7 separate regions of the Mus musculus genome follow, and all the other regions are linked to region 7. The links are chromatin contacts, called in public promoter capture Hi-C maps. All regions are on one chromosome and are shown on one strand. The core of a region is the stretch at or near the end of the contact, and the rest is flanking DNA. Distances in the headings are between cores, read along the strand shown.

Region 1 (2,775 bases), core at 216-2,715, 1.8 Mb before region 7:
GAAATCAACTTTGTAAAGGTAAAAGTACAGGGAAGTAAACATCTATAAAGGCGTCACTAGTGAGCCAGACAATAATTCAGACCCCCCCCCCTCCTAAAATCAGAAAGAATGGACCTTAGGAGGCAGTGTGTCTGTTTGAATGGTTTGGAGTTCCCTTCTGTCTAACACTGGAGCCCCACTGAATCTTGTTGCCTTGGGTTCCTTAATTTGTAGGATTCATAAGTGCGTTACTTCACTAGGGCCAGGATTAGGGTAAACAACATAGGATTTAGAGGAGCAAAAGAAAGTCAGCAATCAAAAGAAAAGATGTCTCAATGCAGTATTTTGGAAATGTTAAAACTAAGAAATTTTACTATGAACATGATATTACCAAATACAAGATCAACAAGCTTAAGTTACTTGAGATTGTTTAAGACTGTCACTGAGTGCTGGATGTGATGGCACATGCCTTTAATCACAGCACTAGGGAGGTAGATGCAGCAAGGGGAATCTCTGGGAGTTAGAGACAAGCCTGGTCTGGTCTACATGAGATCCAAGTTTCAGGCCAGCCAGGGATACACAGCGAGACAGTGTCTTTTTTCTTTTCTCTTTCTCTCTCTCTCTCTCTCTCTCTCTCTCTCTCTCTCTCTCTCTCTTTCTTTCTTTTAAGCTTTTCCATCTAGAATAACTGCCAAAGATGTAGAATTGAAACACAAAATGAAAAAAAAAAATCTAAAAAATACTGATCAGTTTCTTTCTATAAAAGTAAAATCTTAATTACACTTTGCTTTAAAATAAAGCAACGTTTTGACTTTTAACACTTCTTCAAAATGTTTTGGAATTTCATAAACTTTTAATGTTTTAGGGAAAACATATATACAAATACATAATATAAGGGCGCATTTCTCTTGTGCCTTAGGCACAGTTTGGGACCGGTACTTAATAAAGATGTTAAAAATTTTGCTCCTCACGTGTTTCTTGAATTTTTTGACTTAACATGTTAACATATCTAGATCACCGAGGTTTTGACAGCAATTAATTCTTCAGTCTTACTGCATTAGGAGACTTGTGTCGGTTTTAGTTCCTCCAGGGGCTCAAATATGTTTTATTTCACCTACCTCACTCCCTTTCCCAGGCTGGGAACATCAAATAATTTCAATTTAGGGCTGGGAATAGAGTTCTGGCCAGAGTTTGGTTAGCCAGTGCGGGGCCACTACCGGAGCGAGGGTGGAGATCAGGAAAAACAAAACAAAACAAAAAACCCCAACAACCAAACTAAACCAAACCAAACAACAAAAAAACAAAACCAAAATCGTAAAACTACCCACAGGTGGCATCGTTGATCCGCCCACTTCCGCCTGGACAGAAGTTCCTGGCACTTCTAAATTGAGGGGTCGTGTTTCCGGCGACATCAGCCGGCGGCATTTCAACGACGCACTTCAGAGATTTCCTGTCTTTCCTTGCATCTCGCGAGCTTTGCGGGCTCCGTGCGCCGGAAGCGAGCCGCTGGCGGTCGGGCTCTGCGTGTCCGGTGAGGGAGGGGAGAAGGCTGGCACGAAGTTGTGTTTCCCGAGTGCACGGGCGCGTGCGGGGCTCGGGAGGAGTTGTGCGGCTCCTCGCTGGAGTCCGAGTGTCCCCCGCCGTTCCCTGTGCTGCTCGCGAGCGCCACTTTGGGGGAAGAGCAGCCTCTTGCCCCCGCGGCGAGGCTGGGGAGCCGGGCTTACTCAGCGCTAACGGGGACGAAGGCACTGATTTGCGTCCTTTCGGAGTAGCGTTTACTGTGCCCGCACTGTTTGTAGAGACAGTTTTAGGGGTCTAGAATAACAGAACAAGTTGGAAAAAAAAATGTCCGAGACAACTTCTATTGTAAAGAAATCTAGCAGACAATGGATTGCAAGTGAGAACAGGTTTTTCCCCTCTTTTCTGCTGGTTGAGACCCAGAACCACAGAGTTTCTTTTGTCTCGCTCAGTTTTTGTTTTCAAAAAGAAAGGAACTCCCCACACGTGCAAAAAATGCGGTTGCAAATTGGGTGCACGAGAAGCTGGACGCGCTTAGGATTTAGGACTAGAGAGCATGTGTGTTCTTGATGGATACTGTAGTTTCTTGATTTATCATTTTTCTCTTTTCTTTCTTTCCTTTAGGAAAAGCCTAAAGATTAGGTTGTAAGAAAAACAGAAGCCATGTTTCGAAGACCTGTGTTACAGGTAGTCACTTTTCTACATTAGTGAGTGCTCCAACCGTGTTTCCATAGTCTATAGCCATGTTTTGTTTTGTTGCTTTTCGATTTTGCATACATAAGCACGAGATTCTTACGCCTATCCAGCGTGTTCTATGTGTTTATTTGATGTGGGAGATTCAGAAGGGATTTTGTGTGTGTGTGTGTTTATGTGTGTGTGAAGCTCATAATGTTTACTGAATCAAAAATGATTTTTAAAGTGTATTCGCATATGTAGTACACCTCATGAATTTAATTTAGTAAATATTTGTTACCAGTGCTTAGATCAGAGTATTCATTTAATTATGTAAGTTATTATTATCATTTTTGTTTTGCTGTTTTTGAGACAGCCACTCATAGTTAAGACTATCTTGAGACTCACTGTTAGGCTGAGATGACCAAGAACCTTCCTCCTCCTGCTTCTACTTTGTCACCGATGGTATTTCAGGCCTGCCCCATCGCACCTGATTTCTTCTAACCTTGTCCCATATGGCTCTGGTCTTTTATGACCTTCTGGCCCCTCTCCTCCCCACTCCCATCTTGCTATCCAGAGAGCAGAGCTCACTTCTTGCCACAAATT
Region 2 (2,837 bases), core at 298-2,797, 1.8 Mb before region 7:
ACCTGAGCACAAATCCTGACTGTATGAGTCAGGGCAGTATGTGTGATGACCATTAATAAGCACGGAGGGGGCCAATACTGAGTTTCCTATCAGGAAACTCGGGCTTCCCTTAGTTTGAATGTTCTGGTTGTGATGCAAATTTAATTCGATATGGCAGGTTAAAGTCAGAAAAGTTTGAAAGACTGTGGGATAAGGCAACAAGTAGACGGGATGGGGGTGGGGGCTGAGTTCTTCCCACAAGTCCTGCCGCTAGGAATAGGGCATTCGCCTTTGTAAGGAGCCTGTTTGCTGGCTCAGAATCGTTGACCATGGTTAAGCCACCCACCCTAGAAGCCACCAGCATCCATCATCTCTGAAGTACCTGGCACATAATCCTATTTCTTCTTCCTAGCCCATCCATCCTCTCAGGGTTGGAAGACTGGCTGGGAACTTCCAGAAGGAAGAAAACCATCCTTCCCTCACAAACACCAGCTCCTCACGCTAGCAGCTCAAAGGAGAAATCGAGGAAGAAGCATCCGAGCATTCCTCTTCCTCAAATAAGCAGCTGGGGGATTCCAATGCCTTAAGCTGGAGCCCACAGCCATTCGTTCACTTTTATCCCCTCGCGGAACCGCCTACTGTTGCAACGCACTCCCCACCCCGGAGTGGGTGGCTAGGGTAGAGACGGTGTGACACAGCCAGTGAGTCTTCCCAGAAAGGCAGCCTGCCAGCGAAAGCTTCTCCAGCCCCATCCCCTAACGCTCTCACGTTAATTCCTAAAAATGAAGCCTTCGGAGAAAGTGAACTAGGCGGCTGGGAAAGTTACGGCGCAGGGAGCAATCCGGAGCAAGGGCAGGCGCAGAGCAGGGTCGTTCTGAACCCTCGTGGGAGGCGACGTACGCGGGAGGGGGGGGGGTGTCTTCCTCTCGGCGTCTATAAGAACCTTTCAGCCCAGCAGGAAAACAGAGAAAACAAAAGCCAATGTGCCCGCTGCCGCAAACCAATCCTCCCGCACTGAAGCGGAGCAAATAGGAGAGCGGCGACTAGGCGGCGGAGCGGAGCTGAGAGCGGCGGCGGGACGGAGCAGGGGGCGGAACAAAGCCCCCGGGATCCCTCGGCTCCAGTCTGGAGACACAGCGCCCCCGTGCCCCGGGACCCCCGGGCAGGGAGGGATGCAGGTGTGTGGGTGCGAGTGCGTGCGCAGCGAGTCCCTCCCCCGCGCCCCCGAAACCCAGTGTGCAGTCTCCCCCACCGCCCCCCCCCAATCCTTCCATCCCTAAGTGGCTCTCACCGGAGCGAGGATCGAAGGTGACCACGAACACGGCCACCACCTGGTCCTCCTCTACGTCGCCTAGCTCTAGGCGCCCCGGCTGCAGCAGCACTTCGGGGGGAGCTGGCTCGTCGGGTTCCCGCCTTCGGGGCGCCTCCGCGGCCACTCGGCCCTCCCCACTGCCGCCCCGGACCCATCCTCCAGCTTGCAGCGCGGGGTCCTGCGGCACAGAGACCGCGGGGCCCTCGGCCCAGCGCAGCAGCGGCGCCGCGTCTCCCTGCTCCACCATGGCGAGGCGAGGCGGAGCCGGGGCGCGAGGGGCGGGGCAGGCTGCGGGCACTCCCCTCCGGGCCTGCCCGCCCTGCCGCTTTCTGCGGTGCGGAGGCTCTCTGGGTGCCCGCTGGGCTTGGCCACACCTGCCCCTGCTCGGACACCAGCGCACTTGCTTGGTCCCGGAGCTCTGGAAGGTGGCCCGCACGGGTTCAGCGCCCCGTGGCCTGGTCCGGGCTTCAGCTCTGCATCTCTGTATGTGGGTGCTCTTGATCCATAGTGTAGGGTGCAGGACGCGCATCCCTTAGTCTGTCACCTGCGCGTGGGTTGAAGAGCCTTCCCAACTAGGATTCCACTGTGAATTTTTGAACGTCACCATTATGGAGCGGAGCACATATATTATATAATCCCGAGAGCTTGGTGAAAACTGCCTCCAAGTCAGGAAGTGAAGCAGAGGACATCCCAAGTGTTTCAAATACACACACAAATCAAGATCAAAAGGACTGTAAGGTTGCCATTGGGCATTTAACTTTATTTATATAACAGGCTGGTCGAGATAGTGATCATTAATTTATTTCCTTGCATATATGCAGTTTGGAGATATTAAGCTGGAGGGCTGGGGTGGGGGTGGGGGGCATTCTACATTAAAATAAGCAGGAAAAAGTGAGTAGGAAAGCAGCCCTTAAGCCTGTCTGTGGCTTTGGTAAGTAAGGATTGCCAATGAATTCCCTCTGAATATTTACAAATAAAAATTTGAATTTCTCAGTTCTTGGAAGGGGGTAAATCTGGTGACTAACTTAGAGGTATGCATAAGAAATATCCATTAAAATTATGAAAAAAATAAGATAGCAAGAGACAATTATTTTTAGATAGAATTCACCTCATGTTTCTGACAAGGACTTGGTAAAATTTTTGTGTTACCTGTTAACTCCAGGGACTTTGTGAAGCCCAGGTCTCCCTGCTTTGATCCTGTTCCCAAGAGGATCATCAATGACTGCCTACCCACAGCTGCTGCTAGTTCCAAATATGTGACTCACGCCTTAACAGTAAAACGTTTTACCAAAAAGTAGTGATTGCTGTCATCATCATTAGTTAGTTCACCCTAACCCCCATCCCCTAAAGACATGTTAAGTGACTACCTCACTCAATTAATGGAGTAATTACTGAAATGGGAGTCTGGGGAATGTACAGTCCAAGCCAGGGCTAGGGCACAATCCAGTTTAAATTCAAGGGCACATCTGCTTGAGTTTTGCACAAACTCTGAAGGCCAGACAACAAAGCCCACTACTTCAGAAACTGAGGCACAGCCAAAGCTGAA
Region 3 (2,894 bases), core at 296-2,795, 1.4 Mb after region 7:
AATAAAACAACCTGTTTTAATTCTCAATCTATCACTATTTCCCTCACTTATATAAGATAAAAAGAATCAACAGTAGACTAGAGGTATACAAGGTGGTTCACAGGACCATAGACACCAGAGACATGGCATAGTAGCTAATGCGTATAATCCTATATCTAGAGAGGTAGCCCCAGAAAGATACCTGGGGTCCCTATCCAGTTGGCCAGCTGGCCAGCCTAGCCTAATCAATTATTTCCAGGTCAGTGAGAAACTCAGAAACAAAGTGGATGACAGCACCTGAGGAATGACACCCCAGAATGACATCTGACCCCCATATGCATATGCGCACATGTACCTACACAAACATCCATAGATAAAAAGTGTAACTTGAAAATTAAATACAACTAACTAGCCTTACAATTTATCACTGTAGTCAAATTACATAAGAATAAATGCTACTAATAAAACTCATTCCACATGTCATCATGTGAAGTACAATAACTTCAAAGTTTGAGAAATAAAAATCCTATGGGCTGGGTAATCAGTTTACTGATAAGTGTATCTTACCTAGCATTTTCAAGGCTCTGGACTCAATCCCCAGCACCAAGTTTTATAATAAAAATTAAAAGCCTTAGGGTTAAAACTTCAAGACACTGTATGTAACCATGTACTGATCTTGTACTAAGTTCAGGTACTTTCAAGATGATTAGAAACGTCCCTGACAGACAGCTATGGACATCCCTCACGTTCCCAGTGTCAAATGTTCCACGGTTGGATATGTGTGTTTGGCATGTTGGTTGTTTACTCTTGGAATATCAGGTAGAGGATACAAACTGTATCAACTCGCTCAGTCCTCACAAAAGTTCTACAGGGCAAAGACTAAATATTTATGTTCACTTTCCAAACAGGGAAACAGAGGCACAGGTGTGGTTGCTAACTTGCGCACAGGAAAAAGGAAATGGAGTTTTCGGTTAAGGCCTTCAGGGTAGGAATGAGGTCCCTCTGCGGGGCTCGTGCTGACACTGTAGCATGGTAAAGAATACGGTACCCGTAGGTAGCAGGGGTTCCAACGGGGTAAAGGCATGCTCCATAGCGGGGAATGGATTCTGTATGGAAAACAAAATAAGTCCCAAGTTATTTCCCAAACGTAATTCTGCGACAGGAGTAAGCATCCCGCAGCAGGCACTTTGGACCCGGCACTACGGGAGGCCAGGAAGGTGCAGCGGTGGGCGGGGGAAAGTCCCAGGCAGAGGCTGGAGAACCTGGAATCTCAAGCGAGCTCCAGGCTCCAGCTCCGGCCACTGCCTCTATTCACCCAGACGCCCCAGCTTCCATCCGGGGACTGGCGGCGAGGGGCGGCCTCCCTCGCTCCCTCTTTCCCGCGCCCCCGCCCCGCCAGCCCGCGCCGGCAGCCGCGCACTTACACAATGGCGGGTGGAGCCACGAGCGACGCGAGCGAGGGCTGCGGGAGTGACGGATCGAAAGCTCGGCGCTCGGCTGCGGAGCCTGGGGCGCGCCGCGCGTTCGCGGGAGAGGGCTTCGTGCGCGAGCACAGAGCCCCGCCTCTTCCGGAGGGGCCCCTGGCTGCCGCCTGCGTAGCTTCTAGCAACCGCGGGGTGCTTAGTACCAGCCTGCTGTGCTCAGTTCCCTGCACAGTGGAGAATTCCATCCACCTTCGCCCATCTGTTACACCCAGTCCACTGAGTCCACCTTCTCTTTCATCTTCTGCTTCCCGTGCTTTGCACAAACAGTGCTTTGTAAACATACCAATGGGAACCCTTTAAAATAAATCACCACGTTGTAGGAATGCAGCTTTTTTTTTTTTTTTTAGCAAAGCCAAAGAACCAAAATTTCACCACCACCATCTCTAAGCCAGCATAGATGAGGACTCAAAAATTCTGAGAACCTGTAGGTCTCCTGCTGGCCCAGAAATAACAGAGACCCATCCCTGCGTTTAAAAACCAGTTCCAGGTATACCGAGCTAGCCTCAAAAATCACTGTGTAGCGAAAGATGACTTCATTCATCTGGTCCTCCTGTTTCTTCCTTCTAAGTACTGCTCTTTCAATCATGACTACTATGTCAAGTTAATGTGGCTGGTGCTGGGTATCCAGCTAGTCAAACATTCTAACTGATGAACTTCCCCTTCCCCAGTCGGGTAATAGGTAAGTCCTTTTTAATCTTTTTAACTCAAACATCCATTTCTTTCTATTTAAAGATTCCAAATACACTTCCCAAACTTGGGCAATCATTATTCAATTCTTTCCAGTTTTGATGCCAACATTTTAGCTTCTAGCTAGCAGAACATACACTATTTGCCTTTCTTTGACAACTTACTTCACTTGGCAGGCATAATGTCCTCCCGTCCCATCCACATCTCTGTAAATTCCATTATTTCATTATTTTTATTACTGAAGAATGCCATTTCTCTATTACAATATCTTTGCAAAGGAATGCTACTTCAATAAACATAAGAGTACAGAGCATTTGACTGTGTTTTCCATTCTCTTTGGATGTATGCCCAGCAGTGGGATGAGTGAACCATATGGTAGTTCTATCACCTGTTTAGTTAAGGAGTTTCCATTGTGTTTTCCATAGGTCTACGCTAACTTAAACTTCCATTAACCATGATCGAGTTTCTCTTTCTCTGCATCCTTGCCCAGCTTCCTTACTTTCCCTTTGTAAGAATCCTTATCACTGTCCCTCTCTTCCATCTCTCATCTCTCTCATGTTGATATCCTGTTGTGGTTTTATTTTAACTCCCTGGGGATTTGCGATGGCGGGCAGTATTGTTTATGCTTTTTTGGCCATGTATGCATCCTTTCTTGAGACATGGCTATTCAAGTCATTGGCCCACTTCTAATTTAGATTATTTGTTGCCATGGTTGTTTGGAAAAGTTGTTAGATCTCAAACCCA
Region 4 (2,756 bases), core at 62-2,561, 1.1 Mb after region 7:
AGAGAGAAGCAGGCAGACTGCCATCCTGGCTTTCCTCAGACTAGCCCTGGTTTCAGAAGGGAAGCAAGGCACTGTGGGTTGCAGAGGAGATAAAGCAGGGCCCTGGATCTTCCAGAGCCCAGGCACGAGCGGCAGAGGCCATCAGAGGGGGAATCACATGAATGAATGATGGAGGCTTTACCTTCCCCAATCCTTTCCCCCTCCTAGCCCTCAATCCACGTGTTCTGGTTCCTCCCTCCTCTCCTTCCTTCCGCCCAGTCCCACTCTTCTGCAGGTGAGGAAGCCCTCATCTGGAAGGAAAAAACCCTCCAACCAGCTGCGAAGCTCGCCCTCCCCGCCGCTTAGGCAACTCTTAGAGATGGGCTTGCAGTGGAGCACAGAACCCATTTGACCTCCCCCTCACCCCCATGTACTTCCCCCTAGGTGAAGAAATGCGGGTAGGCTTTAAATAATCAACCCAAGATCACACAGGGATTCGGTCCAGGGGCTCAGTCTACTCTCAGCCACCTCCTGGAATCCAAACGCTTCTCCTAGTTACTTCAAGTACTTATCACAAAAGAAAATTCACCTCAGGGAGTTGCTGTCATTTCCAACGAAACCAGAAACTGTGTAAGTAAACGGTAACTGAAGCCTTTGACTATACCTCTAAAAAAACTTTCTAATAATAGATAAAGCTGGGGGCAAGTCCTGGCCCAGGCGCCTTTTCCAGATGATTCTATATACACCGTAGAACCCTGTCAGAGAGGTGGAGGCGGGGTGCAACCAGAGGGTGAAGGCAGTAATGGTGTCAAGGGTCGCTGGGACAAACACCTTTAATCCCAGCACTTGGGAGGCAGAGGCAGGCGGTCTACAAAGTGAGTTCCAGGACAGCCAGGGCTATACAGAGAAACCCTGTCTCAAAAAACAAACAAACAAACAAACAAACAAACAAACAAAAAGTTTCATAACGGTGATTAACATGTAGCACAGTAATAAGCATGGTACGGAGTAGGCACTCCACAAACATGGACCTTATTCCACTAATGTACCGTAGTGAAAGGGGCGAAGAGTGGGAGAAGCTAGGTTAGAGCGGTTCTTTATCCCCAGCACACCGGAGATGATCCCTCACCAGAAGGATGTGGTTAGGTGACCCCCCTTTCCCATTACCCACAGACCTAAACATGCTCTCGAGGCTGGCCCAGTGAGCAGCAGCCCTCACAGGCTCAGCAAACCGTCCTCACTAAGGCCAATCCCCAATGGGTGCTCACCCTGCATTTTCTTGCAGAGCTTCTCCGTAGGTTCCATGGCCCAGGCTCCCTCTCCTGAGCTCGCCCTGGTACCACAGGCGCGCGGCTTTAATGAAGTCCGTGGGGTGGCCAGGTGTGTGGAGTCTGCACAGGTCATGCAGCGCAGCCGCAGCGGAGCTGGCGCCCCCCAACTCCACCCCCAGGGCGAGGCACCGCACACCTGGGGTGGGGGCTGGGAGAGCCATCCTGCAGTTCCCTGTGAGCCAAGGGTACCAGATACTGGTCAAAGACACCTCCCCAAAGTCGGGGCAGGAGCAGAACAGCAATGGAAGGGGGGATCCCAGGCTAACCCACATCCTAGCACGCAGTGAACGGACATGGTTGTGGCTCCCCTCTTGACCCTTGAATATGAGCCTGTCCTAGCTACTGCTTGCTTCAAGGATTCTTGTGCCTCAAAGTCCTAACTGACTTGAGTAGCCTTAACATACAGATCCAGGGGCAAAGACAGGAATGGAGTTGAAAGTACCCCAGGCCTGGAGGAGACTAAACCTCTCGGATCCCGCACAAGTTTGCAAGTATAGACGAGGTTCAAGCGAGTCCAGGTTTTCTTATTAGGCTTGCCCATTGAATATCAGCTTTCTGGATATTGAACCAGGATAAGAGAGACTCCTGGTTCATGGAATGTTTATTTCTGTTAGGAAAAAAGATAGCAAAATTATACAGTTCTTACTTCTTCTTCAACCGGAGTGGAGTGGGAGGGGGGTGAGGAATGTGAGTGTTGGCCAGATTGAAACAGCTGCGGCAAGCTGGGGGAGGAAGAGCCGCTTCTAACCCGGGCTCACGTGTTTTGATTTTAGTTACTTCCAAGGTTCTGGACACCAGGCATTTTTTTCCTGCCATATTAAACAATCAGCTACCGGGACATTTTCCTGTGTCTAAAGATCATTTTTGAGAGACTTCTGACAGGAGTAGGAGTCTTAGTTATTTCTGCAACATAAAGCTCTAAATTAACTAAAGGCCAGTGAGATGGCTCGGTGGTAAAAATTAAAAAAAAAAAAATGCGCTTGTTTTACAAACCTGAGTTCAGCCCCCAGTGAAATGTTGGAGAGAACCAACTCCTGAAAGGTATCCCTTGACCCCATAGTCTTAGGACGATGGCATGAGCCACCCCCACCCCCCACCCCCCAACTCTTTAAAGAGAATTTTAGGCTCAAAATCCAGTTTCTGGGCTAGAATATCTGCAGCGTTCTGTAAGGCCAGCAGGGTGTGGGCCCAGTGAAGCTGTTCTCTATGGGAAACCCAGCATCATTTGGTTGTGGCTGGAACATTATGGTTTTCTAGTGTAATCATTTAAAGGACAACTACTGTGTACCAGAAACTAGGGCGGAGGGGGGGGGGAAATGCCTGCCTTCCCCACAGCAGCTTATTGGAAGTCACAGATTCTGACAGTAGCTCAGTGGAATGGGCCATGTCAGTACTATATGGTCACTGTCCATTGAGTAGGGGGCAGGCAAGGGGACCTGGAGCAGC
Region 5 (2,942 bases), core at 309-2,808, 1.0 Mb after region 7:
CTAGTGAAAAGAGCTGGAGATCAGAGCAAAGAGGATAGAGACTTAAAGAGCAACAATGTTGCCAGCTCAGAATCAGCACACACCAGGAGGTCAGGCTGTGAGAGCCAGATGAAGAGAAAAGGGAAAGTGAGCTTTCACTGAGGAGAGCCAAGGGCAGCAATGAGAATGCCCAGCTCCCTGTCCACACTAGCTGTGCCCAAGCAGGAGTGCTGACAGACACCAGCAACTTCTGCAGCAGAGGTTAACAAAATGTGTTCACCCACTAGAGATCAGGACTTTCTGAGTCCTTAGGGTTTCTCTCCCAGTCTAGAAGGAACTTTTTGACCAGCTTTAATTTTCAGATTCTCTTCACTCCTTGTTCTATGCCCTTGCTGGGTTTATGAAGCATGCTGGCCTGCCCTTATATGGCCGAATCCTAGACTTGGCATTTCTTATTATTTCCTGTATACTTCACTGCAATTATGAGTGTGTCTAAGCTAGCTAAACTCTTTAAAGTTTAATCCTCCAAAAGAGCATGACGGAACTAGGGCATTTTTTGAACACTGCATTGCTTCGGGACTATCAGAGAGGAGGCCTTTCTCCCTTGGTCATGTTTGATTCTGCAGGGCCTTCCAAACAACTGCTTAGCCTCTTCTGCCAGGGCCAGTGCAGCAGCGGTGGACACAGGGATCAGGGGACAGTCTACCCACAAAAGCTGATTGCAGTTGTGGGCCACAGCATTCCTAAAAGAAAAACAGCCAAAGAGCCTGTTAATTCTCCTGGGGAAAAAGTCATTATGGTACCCCCCAGAGCCAGGAATGGGTTTGGGGAGGGAGCCTGTGGACAGAACATCCAAAGTTCCTGTCATTAGGTAAAGGTGTGTGTGTGTGTGTGTGTGTGTGTGTGTGTGTGTGTGTGTGTATTCTCTCTCCGAATACTGGAAAGAACAGAGGAGGGTCATACAAACTGAGACATAAGATCTTAAAATGAACTCTGGAACATGGTGGCAAACAGAGGCTATCTACAGAAAAGACATAAGAATGTTTCACATGCACCCAGTGAAGAGAGAGAGGAACATGGGAAGGAGAGAGGGGGGTAGAGAGGGAGAGACAAGAGATAGAGAAGCATACAGACAGGAACAGAAGAACTTGTGCAAGAACCCTTTATCTTATGGCAAACACCAAGTAAAGAAACACGCTGACAATCCCAAATCTCAGATGTTCGGAAACATCGAGGGGCAGAAAGTCAGCCGGGTCCGGATGAGCCTCAGTTGGAGACCTGACGAGGACCCACGGAGGAAGAGACACGCAGGGGAGTCTAGGGCCACGCCGGACACCGGCGAGTCCCGTGCCCAGTTCTCTCCTGCGGCTCCTTGGTGACTCCTGCCTGGGTTCTGCCCCTGGACGGCCACGGCCTGCCGGTGCTGTGGGTAGAGCTCAATCCCGCGGAGCTCGCTCTTCCCAGCTCTGCCCGGAGCTGCCCCTCCCCCGGGAAGGTGTGTCCCTGTTTCCTCACCTGAAACTTCCTTGGGAGAAGCCGGTCCCTCCCTCCCGTCCGGCGGCAGGGGCGGGCCGCGGGTGGGGCGCCGGGGCGGCCTGGCCTGGCTGGGGACCGCGGCGGGCGCCCGGACCTGGAGGGGACTCTCGGGCCAGCCCGGGGCAGCATGTGACTCCGACCAGGTGGGTGCTCTCTTCTCTTCTGAGCCCCGGACTCTGGGTGGTCGTGGAGCCGGGTGGAGGTAAGGCAGGGGCGGGAAAGAAGAGAGAACTAGGCCTCCCCCGGGACCAGTCCCGGCCAGGTCCCGGGGCGCAGACTCCGGAAATGGGGGGCTGGGCCAGTGGGCCGGGCTCCGAGTGAGGGGCTGAGTACCTGGTCGGGACCGGGAAGGGAGCTGGAAGGAATGGCCTCCTGGCAAACTTTGCTTTCCAACCAGGTCTGAGCCTTGGAAATGGGCACCCTGCCCCGCAATGTTCCCGGGCCAATAATCAGAACTTTTTTCCACCCGGAAAGTCGGGGCCCTGGGGAAAGCTAACTCCTATGATAAAGAATTCTTGAGATTCAGTTTCTAGACGGTTCCTTACCTGGAAGTGTCTTTTTTTTTTCTTTTGTAACCAGGCCTGGGCCTTGCTTCGTTATCTTCGCGGCATTTACATGCCTACGTATGTGTGAATCTATGTACACACCTCTCTCTCCGCTGTTAACTAAGGCTCTGAAATCTGAATCAGGGATCCTTGCCCTGAGTTCCCTCTCCCCCATTTACCTGTGTATAGGGAGTTTCTTGTTGGCCTCGGCACAAGGTTCTAAGGAACGTGTAAGAGAGCTATTCGGAATATCGCGGTGCGGTAGCCCATTTTCAGAGCCCTAGTTTGGGGCATCTTCTATAAATGCCTTTTTCCAGAACTGATCCGGGAGAGCTAGCCCTAGAGCCTCAGTTTTCAAGTCTTCTTCCCCTCCCCCTTTCCTGGATCTTGGGTTCTCTGGACAATCTTGTCCTCCTGTCGGCCTAGCAGTGAACTCTGGCCAGCGCTGTGTCAGACTGAGGGGGAAGGGCACACCAAACTGGAGAGTTGAGAGGGTGGTTTTCCTTTCAGCTTCCTTCCTCCCTTGCTCTCCCACTGTGCTCTCAGCTTTACTTCAAAAGCACCAAGTCCCAGAGAAACAGCCCCCAGTGTGGCCTCTTCCCACACTTCCTGCTTTATCTACACCTGGGGTATGCAAGCTTCTGGCTCTATCAAAACAGTCATCATTTGTTAACCAGTCCTCGGGTCTAAGACAGAACCCATGGACCTTAAAAGGACTTGGAGGGGACAAGGGGGAGGCTGAGTAGAGGACAGACAGCTTCTAAATTCTAAGTTTGTGGTAAAAGAGAGATGTAAGCATTGGGAGGGACAAGTCAGAAGGAATGTGAAGGGGTACCTCTTTTCAAAAGAATACAGAAATTGAAGATGTAGCCAAAGTTTTCA
Region 6 (2,738 bases), core at 203-2,702, 1.3 Mb before region 7:
GTTTAGGAGTTTGAGTTAGCTTCTGAGTGAAACAGATAGCCATGCTCTTAAACATCTGAATCTGTAAACATATTTAAAAATAATAAACCCAAGTAAATAAAATAGCATGTTGAATAGTGATTAAAGCTGTGGGGATAGAGTTAGGCCAGTTAAAGATGTAAAATACCAGTTGTGTGTGTTGGGGTCTGGGGGTTGTGGGTGGATGTTAGATCAAAAAGTAAAACATCATGCATCAGTGGCCAGGGTTGGGTAACAGCAAAGAGCAAAGTCATGGAGACAGAGGATTTAGATTATCAGATGTGTGGAGCCAGAGATTCCAGAAAGAGGAAACAGCTACAGACAGAATATGAAGTCTAGGTCCTGTCTAAGGAATATCATAGAGGCCAGTGTGGCTGACATGGCATGAGGTAAGTAAGGATGGTGGTGGTAGAGAATAATGTACAAGGGATAGTGCATTTTGTGTGATGTTGGAGTTATGCAAACTTGTATTCTAAGTGGAAGTGGGACCTCTTCAAGATTTAAAGTCATGGCATCATCTTCTTAGAAACCCTGGAAGAAGAACATGTAGAAATGGAGGGAACTATTGGCAAGTAAATGAATATTCCAGTGAAGAGATGCTGGTTTGGAGTATCATGAACAGTAAATGTAGTGAGATGTGATTGGACGTAGGATATATTTAGAAGACAGAACAACTAACATTTTCCTAACACAGTGATCATAGAGTGTGGGGAGCTGAGCCATGTCAAAAGTTTATACCTTTAAGTCTGATGCTGCACTCTTTAGTTGAATTCCTCTTTTAACCTGGGCCTTCTCTTTCCTGTTCCTAGGCCACAATATCTATCATGTTCCAGATAGGTTCAAAATAAGCTCCTAATATGGAATGGATATCTTGTAGATGTGTTAATGTCCACGCCTCCTTCAAAGTACATAAGCAATCAATTTGAAGCGCAGAAGGCAGGTATTCTTATGGGAAGTAACTAAAATTGATATGTGCTGTGGCAGTGCTGAGAGAGAAACAGTCAGGTACTAAGTTTCAAATGATGCCTCTATCATTTTTCTATCTTCCATGCCTTCCCTAGGACTCCTCTGGCAAATAGTGAAAGAAGTGAAGATACTCACGAAGCAGGGTTGAAAGAATGCAGAGGAAGGCTAACTTCATTATGATGTTGAAAGCTGTTTTGAGATGGGTTTTAGCTCAGTGTCTCTGTAAAGCATAAAGACGAGAGAATGAGATAAAATACTGATGAATTACTTCAGCGGTGGGATTTACTTTATGAAAAGCTCTCCCCATCAGAGTATAAAGTGGTGTCAGAGTGAGGAAATTACTTGTAACAAACCTGATCACTCACGCTGTCTAGATCTCAATTTTGTCTTCTTTTGAAGAAGTTACTTAATCCAAGAGAGATGTTCACAAAGTCTCCACAGCCTCCTGCTCTTTGACTTGTGCAGGAAGGCTGCTCTCTGGGCTGCACACATGATGCAGACCCCTCCCACCTCTATGATGATGCCCATCCCATTTGTGTGACTCTGGCATTTATCTGTACTCTGGCACTGACAGTAACCACTTGCTTGGCACTCAGTGTCTCTTTGAAGTACTTTAGTTATCTTCTTTATGACCCAAACCAGGCATCATTTAAAACCATGCAAACCTTACCAGAGCTGGAATATGTGTTTTTGTTGGGTACCCATATATTTAAAGTTTCCATTTCTATCTTCAAGGAGTTCCCAAGCTGGAAGAAGTGATAGTGAAACAAATAGGTGCTACCAAAAGTACCCAGACACAAACACACTGGTATATAGATTAAGTAAATCATATCTGTTAAAATATATGCACCCCAAAATATAAGGAAATATTAAAACTCAACAAGCATCAAGGAACCTGATTTGAATGTGGGTCTAAGATCTGAGCAGGTGGTCCCCTTACTGAGTGTTTTGTCTTCTTGGATTGACAAAATAAATAGCATAGTCTAGTGCCATGAGCAACACACATTAGTCTTCTTATAGATCTGGAGTTTGTAACTCAGTTCTCCAATTACTGACAAATTTGGTGATAGTGGCTGATAGACAGGTACCCTCTTCTGGAGGTTCACTTGGCTTTTCCCATATATGTATATGCACAGCAAAAGGGAGCGAATAGAGTATTATTTTTCTTACAAGAATCTAATACTTAGAGAGTTCCTAAAATATGGAACAGAAATTGCTGAGAAACAAATTTAAAATGTGCAACATCCATAGTCATGAGTAATTAAAATTACTTTGAGATTTTATCTTATTTAAGTCAATGGTCAAGGTAATTAAACAAATGCTAGCACATGCTAGTGAAGATGTGAGAGAAGGGGAGAAGGGGGACACTTACTCATTTCTGATGGGAGTGCAAACTAGTACAGCCACTGTGGAAATCATTGAGGGGGTGCTTCTCAGGCATCTGGTAATGGGTCTGCCTCAATATCTACTTATATCGCTCTTGCGCATATACCTAAAAGACTTTATGACCTACTAGAGAAATACTTGCTCACCCATGTTCATTGCTGCTCTCTTTATAATAGCCAAAAATTGGAAGTAGTACATACATCCTTCAAGTGATGAATGGATAATGAAATGTGGCACATTTACACAATGGAACATTATTCCACTGTTAAGAAAAAGAACCATGAAATATGAAGAAAAATAGATGGAGGTAGAAAAAAAATCCTTCCAAGTGAGGTAACCCCCACCTAAAAAGACAAATACTGCATGTT
Region 7 (2,934 bases), core at 55-2,554:
GAGTGGCACTCTTTGAACCTCTCCTGATGCTACCTAATGTCTGAAGTGTTCTTTGCTAAAGGTACTCTAAGTTGTCTAAAGCTTTCTTTTAACACTAGCTATTACTCTCAGCAATATAATGGTGTAAGAAAATAAAAGTAAGTACATTTTTAACCTGTCAGTATGTGATGTGCGTATGTTTGAATATTACAATGTGGGCACCCCACATGAGGAGGTCTTTCCTTGTTGTCCACCTTGTTTAATCAAGGTTCTGAATATACAGCAGTATTATGTATGCTAAGATAAGTGGCCAGGGAGCTTCCAAGGACTCTCTTGTCTCTACCTCCTATCTCATAGTAGGAACACTGGGATTACAGATTAATGCTACTAAACACAGCATCATGTGTACTCTGAAGATCAAAAATCAGGTCAACACAGTTGCACCATTGACCCACTAAACCCCCTCCACAGACGAAAAGGGAATATATTTTTGTTTTTCCCCCCATATCATCTATAATACCAAAACTTTTAATAATAAATGATAACAATAGTATATGGTTCCAGGATATACAAAGCAACATATCAAGACCCCACCCCACTCCCCCAAAAACCCTAAATAAATGAATAATACTAGTAGCAGATGAAGTCCTGTGCCTTCCCTCTTGGGATGTAAGTCATCCTTTTGTTTAGTGTGTCCACACTGTATATATTACCTACCTCCATTTCTGTGACCACCTCCGTTATCAGATCAAGTGCTGTACTGATGAAATACTTATGTTCAAGTAACATTTTTATTATAATAAGGCACAAATTTTAGTGTGGCATGTTATGGTTCTTCTAGCATTCATCACTAATGTGCCTAATTTATAAGTTATAATTTACTGTGTGTAGAAAAAAAACATAATATGTAGAGTTTCATCTACAGTTTCAGGCATCCCCTGGGTGTGCTGTAATGTATAGAATGAAGATTTTTTAAAAGACCACTATGTCAACTGTCAAATTCATTCTAAACATTGTTCTTATCTCTGAGAAAGTGAATACAATAAAAGATGCAATTCGGAACTTCCATATTGCCGGTCTTTAAACGTCATCCAACGCAAATTTGGATCCTTGTGTATTGCCTTCTTGCTTGAGGGACAAAGTTCTAGAGCTGGCTGCACACACTTGAGATCCTTCTCTGGATCTGACCTTCCCCTTTATCTCAGACTCCGCCTTCCTCATCCGCTCTTGGTCTACCCGTGTACACCCCTGGGCCAGCCCTATAGGGCGGGGCCTCTCCCGGAGACTGCGCACTAGGGCCCTTAGCAGACCCGCCTGCAATTCGCGGACTACGATTGGCTGCTTGCTCTTCAGCTACCTAAAGCTCTTCGGCAGCCCAAGGCTTCAAGTTCACTTTCTCTCACCACTGTAGAATGGGGCCGGCGCCGCGCATCCTGGAACTCTTCTACGACGTGCTGTCCCCGTACTCCTGGCTGGGCTTTGAGGTGACACGGGGGAGCCGCCCGGGTTGTGGTCTGCGAGGCGAGTGCACAGTGGGGCACTGATCACCGGGCTGCAGAAATTCCAGTGGATGCCCTCAGGGTTAGCACAGGGTTCAGGTTCAAGTTCACTTTGTGCCTTTAAACGGACCGAGACTCCGCCAAGTAGGGTCCTGATCCTAAGGTCAAATATTCTCTTTCCACAGACCCTAGAAAGAACAGAGGCAACTCCAATGAAGCTAGGTCAAGTTCGGGGAGGGGGATCAGGGGCGCTAGGATGCTCTACGGGATGAAAACCGTACACTGGAGTAAGCATTCTGGTATCTATTTCAAAGAACTGAGAGTTTTGTCCTATTAAACCAACCAGTTCAGTGTGAAGTCCCCATCTCTGTCCAGCACTTAGAGGCAGAAGACAGCCCTCAAATGCCACACAAGCTCCCCTTCTTATCTCTGCACTTGTAGGTCCTATGCAGATACCAACACCTCTGGAATATAAAGCTGCAGTTGCGGCCCACTTTAATCGCTGGGATCATGAAAGACAGCGGTAAGCATGAAGAAGCTCCACCTCTCTGGGCAAGGAGGGTTGCTTTCTGTGGCCTGAGGGGCCTGTCCTGCACTGAGTATGCAGACCTCAGCCTAAACTAGTAGTTTGCTTTCTACTGGAGAGGTTCCAGTAGACCCTCATGTCCTCTCTCACCAGTTGTCTTAACTCTCCACTGCCAGGAAACCAACCACCTGCTATGGTTCCCCGAAAAGGCCAGTACATCTTCAAAGAGATTCCTCTCCTGAAGCAGTTCTTCCAGGTTCCCCTCAACATACCCAAGGATTTCTTTGGTGAGACTGTGAAGAAAGGTGAGGAGGAGGATGAAGAGAAGACTCGGCAGTTAAGAGCACCGGCTGCTCTTCCAGAGGACCTAATTTAATTCCCAGCACCCACAATGGTGGGTCACAACCACCTATAACTCCAGTTTCAGAGGAAACAGAAATAAATAAGTGAAGAGGGTCAGAAACACTGGGGAATGTAGTGGAGAGCAGTCCAGCTGAGGCTTTCATAGGATATCAAGAAATAAAACATGCTTGTGTGGGGAACCCAGCATCAGCTAGCCAAAAGAGAGGGATGGGAGAAGCAAGAACTGCATAGAGTAAATCCATTATGAGAAACTGGAATTAAAGACTGCAGGTGACGGAGCTTGGGGGAGTGTCTGAAAGAAGGATGAGCTTGGGGGCGTGTCTGAAGGAAGGATGAGCTTGGAGGCGTGTCTGAAGGAAGGATGAGCTTGGGGGCGTGTCTGAAGGAAGGATGAGCTTGGGGGCGTGTCTGAAGGAAGGATGACACGGTCCTCCATCAGGACAAAAGGAATAGGAATCTTAGCTCTACATGCCTCTGCCCCCACAGGAAGTATAAATGCCATGCGCTTCCTCACCACTGTAAGCATGGAGCAACCAGAGATGCTGGAGAAGGTGTCCAGAGAGATAT

What was found. Promoter capture Hi-C pulls out the DNA fragments that hold promoters and counts their contacts. Capture Hi-C pulls out chosen DNA fragments and counts their contacts.
Region 1: a promoter capture Hi-C map of pre-B cells shows a contact between it and region 7, with 5 times the contacts expected there. The contact joins the promoter of Ssbp1 here to the promoter of Gstk1 in region 7. A contact is called at or near these places in 7 of 39 promoter capture datasets (erythroid cells, hematopoietic stem and progenitor cells, hippocampal neurons and 3 more) and 1 of 115 datasets of contacts at active chromatin or transcription factors (large pre-B cells).
Region 2: a promoter capture Hi-C map of liver shows a contact between it and region 7, with 5 times the contacts expected there. The contact joins the promoter of Dennd11 here to the promoter of Gstk1 in region 7. A contact is called at or near these places in 4 of 39 promoter capture datasets (cranial neural crest, hippocampal neurons, liver and 1 more) and 2 of 9 other capture datasets (adipose tissue and liver).
Region 3: a contact with region 7 is called in a promoter capture Hi-C map of liver, with 6 times the contacts expected there. The contact joins the promoter of Tpk1 here to the promoter of Gstk1 in region 7. A contact is called at or near these places in 2 of 39 promoter capture datasets (liver and pre-B cells), 1 of 484 Hi-C or Micro-C datasets (CD8 T cells), 1 of 115 datasets of contacts at active chromatin or transcription factors (astrocytes) and 1 of 9 other capture datasets (liver).
Region 4: a promoter capture Hi-C map of hippocampal neurons shows a contact between it and region 7, with 5 times the contacts expected there. The contact joins the promoter of Nobox here to the promoter of Gstk1 in region 7. A contact is called at or near these places in 3 of 39 promoter capture datasets (the 3T3-L1 cell line and hippocampal neurons) and 1 of 484 Hi-C or Micro-C datasets (cerebral cortex).
Region 5: a contact with region 7 is called in a promoter capture Hi-C map of embryonic stem cells, with 6 read pairs. The contact joins the promoter of Arhgef5 here to the promoter of Gstk1 in region 7. A contact is called at or near these places in 4 of 39 promoter capture datasets (the 3T3-L1 cell line, embryonic stem cells and liver) and 1 of 115 datasets of contacts at active chromatin or transcription factors (pancreatic cancer cells).
Region 6: a contact with region 7 is called in a promoter capture Hi-C map of pre-B cells, with 4 times the contacts expected there. The contact joins the promoter of Prss58 here to the promoter of Gstk1 in region 7. A contact is called at or near these places in 4 of 39 promoter capture datasets (the C10 cell line, liver and pre-B cells).

What each region holds. Positions count from the first base shown.
Region 1 is chr6:40,469,950-40,472,724 of GRCm38.p6, forward strand. Ssbp1 (single-stranded DNA binding protein 1) reads left to right here and starts at 1,466. Exons shown (of 6, transcript NM_028358.2): 1 at 1,466-1,510; 2 at 2,122-2,184. The coding sequence starts at 2,161.
Region 2 is chr6:40,434,588-40,437,424 of GRCm38.p6, forward strand. Dennd11 (DENN domain containing 11) reads right to left here and starts at 1,548. Exons shown (of 9, transcript NM_001356375.1): 1 at 1,271-1,548. The coding sequence starts at 1,538. It also overlaps a transcript of Wee2 not described here.
Region 3 is chr6:43,664,733-43,667,626 of GRCm38.p6, forward strand. Tpk1 (thiamine pyrophosphokinase) reads right to left here and starts at 1,546. Exons shown (of 9, transcript NM_013861.4): 1 at 1,404-1,546; 2 at 1,028-1,085. The coding sequence starts at 1,070.
Region 4 is chr6:43,308,243-43,310,998 of GRCm38.p6, forward strand. Nobox (NOBOX oogenesis homeobox) reads right to left here and starts at 1,312. Exons shown (of 9, transcript NM_130869.3): 1 at 1,248-1,312. The coding sequence starts at 1,284.
Region 5 is chr6:43,264,086-43,267,027 of GRCm38.p6, forward strand. Arhgef5 (Rho guanine nucleotide exchange factor (GEF) 5) reads left to right here and starts at 1,559. Exons shown (of 15, transcript NM_133674.1): 1 at 1,559-1,658.
Region 6 is chr6:40,898,935-40,901,672 of GRCm38.p6, forward strand. It overlaps Prss58 (protease, serine 58), which reads right to left and starts at 1,453. Exons shown (of 6, transcript NM_175020.3): 1 at 1,338-1,453; 2 at 1,120-1,204. The coding sequence starts at 1,159. It also overlaps Tcrb.
Region 7 is chr6:42,244,631-42,247,564 of GRCm38.p6, forward strand. Gstk1 (glutathione S-transferase kappa 1) reads left to right here and starts at 1,305. Exons shown (of 8, transcript NM_029555.2): 1 at 1,305-1,463; 2 at 1,920-2,001; 3 at 2,181-2,309; 4 at 2,854-2,934. The coding sequence starts at 1,392.